Linked DNA regions of Bombyx mori: region 2 is linked to region 1. The links are chromatin contacts, called in public Hi-C maps. All regions are on one chromosome and are shown on one strand. Each heading gives the region's core, a stretch centred on a gene start, on an enhancer-like site or on the middle of the called end of the contact. The rest is flanking DNA. Distances are from core to core; before and after follow the strand shown. Region 1 overlaps LOC101742298 (protein 4.1 homolog). Region 2 overlaps LOC101742298 (protein 4.1 homolog).

Region 1 (2,703 bases), core at 33-2,532:
GATTGGTTCGCTGGACATTTAAAATTAACATTATTCTTTCTCACCCCCACAAAGATTCTCATCATTAACGCCCCCGCAACTGGCGTAGGGAGTCCAATACTCAAATAAATATTAGCCTATCCATTAAGTACATGTATTCTAAAAATCTTACGTTACGGACGTTTTTTCCCGGTTAGGTAGGTACCCCTCCGCATCGTCCCATAAGGAGCTTCGTTCCAAAAATAACATATTTACCTAAAGAACGTATGATGTTCTACACATGTTTTCCACAGCTTCTTGGCGGCGCGATGGTTGGCGAGCTTGAAGCCGACCGTCGACTCGAACTGCTCGAACTCGCCCGGCCGCAGCTTCACGTAGAAGTTGTGCCGTTTGTAGCTGATCTTCAGGATTTTCGGCCACGCGAACCGATTTATGCGGAGCCTGCACGAGAGAAAGGGGGATACTTGGTTCAAACCTTTAAGGCTTCATCAAACAGAACGCGTACTTAGCGCTGCGTTTTAACGTCGCGCTCTTTTCATGTCACACCAATTGACTAGATAAGCCTTACGCTCCTTGACGCAACGCATTTGCCAAATCATAGTGCCTTTCTATAGCAGTCTGAAAATTTAAAAGTATTAAGATGTCGAGTGATTCAGATCTGGCATTGTATAAGCATGGGTATTTTCTAACTATTTCTTTCAATTTTTCGGGAATTATCCAGTATTTTAGCACACATTCACTCCGACGCTAAAATGAAATTTGTAAAAAATTACAACGCCTGACGTCAAAGCGTCCTAACGCCGCGACATAGCGTTGCGTACTTATAGCGCTGGGGCTCTGTTTGACGGTATGTTACCATAGTAGTACAACACACCTCGGCGTCATAGCACGCCGATAGTTTAGCGCTCTGACGCGCTCTAATTACGCGTTCAGTTTGACGAAGCCTTTAGTCCTTTACACAACTTGTGCTAGATCGCAGACTTATCCAAAAATATAGTCTCGTTCAATAACGCACTAACTTCTCTCTATGCACAAGAAGACCAGACGAGCAAACTCCTAGCGTGATATCGACATTCTCCGAGTCCTTGGCTGGATGGAGGTCTACCCCGTACATGGCGAGCTTCTTCGCATTCTCCAAATAATTCAATTCGGCCTCCGCCGGTGTCTGACCCCTGTAATACAATGATAGTTTAAATAGAAATATTGGGGTCTTTGACTTGACTTATCACAAAGGTACTCGACTATGGCACTATGCAAACTACCTGTGTGTCTTGTGTAGTTCTACGACCTTTTCCTCTAACTCCTGAGTGCAAGATGACGGTGGGACCAGCTTGAGTTGCTTGCACAGACCGGCACCGACTTCCGTATCCTCATAATCGCCAAGTTCAGATTGGAGAAGGTAGCTGGCCAGTAGTGCGTGCGTTACTGACGAACAGGGTAGGCGACCTGGAGACAAACTTAGCTTCAAAGCCTTCGTCACATTACTTATTATTACTTCCCCGTTCTCTTTTGCTGTGGATGTACTTTTCAATCCAAGACCCAACACTTTGAAGGAAAATAAATTGTGAGATATATCTTTTTGTACTTAATAATGGATTTTATTTAAAGCCCCGCGATACAAATATTCTATGGATAGTAAAATCGGGGGTTGACAAAAAAAAGAATTCATTAAATAAAGATACTTTTTATCGCGCGTTAAGCAACAGTGTATTACATCTTGTGTCCGCTTACTTAGTAAAATGTCTTTGTGACATATTTGTGGTGTGGTGTGGTGTGGTGTGGTGTGGTGTGGTGTGGTGTGGAGTGTGGTGTGGTGTGGTGTGTGGTGTGGTGTGGTGTGTGGTGCGGTGTGGTGGTGTGAATACACATGAACTATTTATTAACATAGTGTAAAGATATCAGTTTACTCATGTATTTTATCTTTTTTTATTTTTTTTTTATTGTTTAGATGGGTGGACGAGCTTACAACCGACCTGGTGTTAAGTGGTTATCGGAGCCCATAGACATCTACAACGGAAACCACCACCCACCTAAACATATGAGTTCTAAGGTCTCAGTATAGTTACAACGGCTGTCCCGCCCTTCAAACCGAAACGCATTACTGCTTCACGGCAGAAATAGACAGGGTGGTGGTACCCCACCCGTGCGGACTCACAAGAGGTCCTACCACCAGTAACAATATATACATACATATACTTTAGAATAGATTTAAATCATTGATCATCATCATCACAAACCATCAAGTAGATCCCTGCGAACCGCCAAAACAAGCTGGTATCTCGTTAATTCTTCCTGCAGCTGCGCTGGCTCCGGTGGGTAGAATTTTACGGCGAACCTTAAGAACCACGGTTCATCTGTAAGAAATCGAATTAAGAAATAATTCAAACTTAGATTTAATGGATTTAAAGTGCCCAAACAACTATCATTCAATTGTTTAGCGCGACTGGGAGCCGTATTTCTTTGACTACGTACAGTTGCAAATGTGTTAGACAAGCTAAAATGCATCGGTGATAACAGAACTACGACACACCCCGATGCCGCGGTCACAATAGAAAACCAACATCCATAACCTTTAAGCGGTTCAGACCGCAATAGCAAACTAGTGATGCGAACCAATGTGGTGTAACATAAGCATATACAATTTGGAAGCCACGTTCATTTTTTTTCCTACCTATGCTGATAGCCTTGAGAGGCTATTTCAGGTTCACCCTAACGTGTAGGTGA
Region 2 (2,700 bases), core at 39-2,538, 43 kb after region 1:
TTCCTGCGAGTATTCGATACCAGACTTATTGTGACACTGAATTATTGGGATTCTCCTCGTATGATAATTGCAGAAACAGCATTTGTGCATCTTCTGTAATTTATTAATATTTCATCTGGTTATTAGACATCTTTTAGGAATGTCAGCTTCATGAGAATACTTGCGGTTCTGTGAGGTCTTAATAGTCAGTGTTTCTTCTCTCTTCTTCATCGTTCTCTCACTACTGAGGATCGCGACCACATGTGACTTTTCTCCACAGTGTTCGATCATGGGTGGTATGGACCGCATGGACTATATTGGACTATCACCAACCGCTTCCTTTACCAGATCTGACCATCTTATGGTGCTCACGGCGCGCTTGCCATCTATGCGACCCGAAATTATGAGCTTCTCTAATTCATGTCCGGGAGACCGCATGATGTGTCCGAAGAAGCTCATAACACGTTCCCATCAAATGGCAGTCTTTTTCGGATGTTTAGCTCTATTACGAGTATAGAACGAACTCGTTAGTTCTCATGGCAGTCCGCGGTATTCGTAGCATTCTCCGCCACACCCACATTTCTTGGAGACTCAGTATCTATGACGGCGGAAAGTCCGGCCTTGCCTGACCTCAAGGGGGACTAAGCTGCACAATCCGGCATTAGATCTATTCTTGTTAACTAAACTGAATTGATGATACTGATGGTCAGAATATGCATACCCGTATAATTTCGAAATCACACAAATAATTCACAGAATAGTTAACATTAATCAAAACACTGATAATGCAGATTTATAATTGTGACTAAAAATATAATCACGGGTGCAGTTTAAAGACGTGCCTTATCTTGGCGCAGCAGTACGTGAAGCTACGCACAATAATAAGAAAAGGTTTTTAAAAGAACAAGTTTTATTTGCAATTCGTAAAAAATATGGCTATTTCTGGAAAAAATTGACGTATCCTTTGTATTTAAATAAAATTTCCAACTAAAATGTGCAGGTTACAAGTTTATGGGGTATACGAATCAACTTCTTTATCTTCAACATTATCGGTAGAAGTTGGGTTATAATTATCGAACCATCAATCATCAGCTTCGAATCGGGACACACGATCTCTAACAACTTCAATCAATAAACAGACGCGTGCAAAATGAAAACCAACAAACTTGAATAATTCACGAGAATTTCTCGGACTTCACCGTTTAAGGTCAAGTCGCATTTCAAAATGTAACCGCCGCGCCGCTAAGAAAACGAGAAAGTTAAGCCGGACAAATAATAAAAGACTCACAACGCACCACGACCGGTTTTGAAATGTACCATTATTTATAAGTCAGTTTAACCGAAGCGGTGACATCACGCCATTATAATAAGCGCTCGTCATTTAAAGGGGAATCGGTTTTATGGCCGCGTTATTAGGGAGAAACGAGTTTAAAACCAGCCAAAATTAATGCGATTTTTTTTCAAATTAACTCACCCTATCGTCTTGGCAAGCGATCTTAACACAGCCACAAATCTGTAAGGGGCTACACCCAACCGTGAACACTTGTGAACATAATAAAAATTATTATATCAAGAACAGACAAAATGAAACGATTCTTTGGAGGACATAAAATGAAAACCTCTTTAAAGCGTGTCTGTGACCCTGGCATCCGCTGATCCATAGGAACGTCGGGTACCTCACTGATTAGCTTTCAATGACATGTTTATTTTTTGAAGGACTTTTAACTTGGTTTTGTGTATTTTGCAAATCGATCTGAAGGTTAACCTGATGTTATTCGGTAATTATAGTCCATAATCACCTCATGTATAGAACAACTTTGTGGTTGACCAAAGTTGAAAAATCCATTCGAGCCACGAGAACTATTAAAAACACTCATTAATTACATCAATCAGTCAAAAAGTTCAATAATTTTTATGAATATTCAATTATTATTACCGTATTATAACATTAAATGTTATATTCAGGAAAGAGGATTAAAATATTCTACTATCAAGTGTTGAGTCATGAACGTATGTATAATCTTATTTTTCCGTTTGGTCACACATTTATATTAATTAGCTATGCTATGGATGGATTTTGGATGCATTTTCCTTAGATGACCAAACCGATCTCTCATCTCAGCTAGTGTTTGGCAGCTATCAGAGTCAACACTGAGTGACTGTCGTTGGCCATCTTGAGCCGCTTAGGGCCAGTCACAATTGCATTGCGACTGACAAATTGAAACCGGTAATTATTTACTTACTTACATTATTTCCTAAACAATTCCTTAAAACTTGCTTGAATAATTCCATCGTTCTGGAGAAATCATAATTCTGCGACCCAACAAAAGTAGACAGCGATGACATTCCTTACTCCGGTGTTGACGTGCACGAAGGTAAAAGAATAAGTATATCTCCAATAGCTTCATCGAGCATTTGCAGTGGAATAGAAGATTGGAATGGAACGGAAGAGAAGAAAAAAAAAGATGGATATACACAGGGAACCGCTTTCTGTTTTCGTACTTAAATGACTCCAACAAATTGTCTATGAGAATGATGATACGAACTACTACTCGTTATCTCGTTATAGTAATGTAGTCAGCTAACACAAAAGATCCTTGAAAATTCTAACATGTACGTACATACTGGTGGTAGGACCTCTTGTGAGTCCGCGCGGGTAGGTACCACCGCCCCACCTATTTCTGGCGTGAAGAAGTAATGCGTTTCGGTTTGAAGGGTGGG

Evidence for each region. A called contact is a pair of places that touch in the nucleus more often than the background predicts.
Region 2: a Hi-C map of midgut shows a contact between it and region 1, with 1.7 times the contacts expected there. The contact joins two enhancer-like sites. A contact is called at or near these places in 2 of 7 Hi-C or Micro-C datasets (midgut and whole pupa).

Annotation. Positions count from the first base shown.
Region 1 is chr20:12,052,464-12,055,166 of ASM3026992v2, forward strand. LOC101742298 (protein 4.1 homolog) reads right to left here. Exons shown (of 16, transcript XM_062674419.1): 4 at 2,217-2,333; 5 at 1,242-1,425; 6 at 999-1,151; 7 at 235-420. Among protein-coding and RNA genes, the nearest start is that of LOC101740055, 49 kb to the left of the region's middle. Within about 2 kb of position 1,283, at least 3 of the 8 cell types and tissues checked have open chromatin away from gene starts, as enhancers often do.
Region 2 is chr20:12,095,378-12,098,077 of ASM3026992v2, forward strand. The region is part of intron 1 of LOC101742298 (protein 4.1 homolog); the gene reads right to left. Among protein-coding and RNA genes, the nearest start is that of LOC101742298, 15 kb to the right of the region's middle. Within about 2 kb of position 1,289, at least 5 of the 8 cell types and tissues checked have open chromatin away from gene starts, as enhancers often do.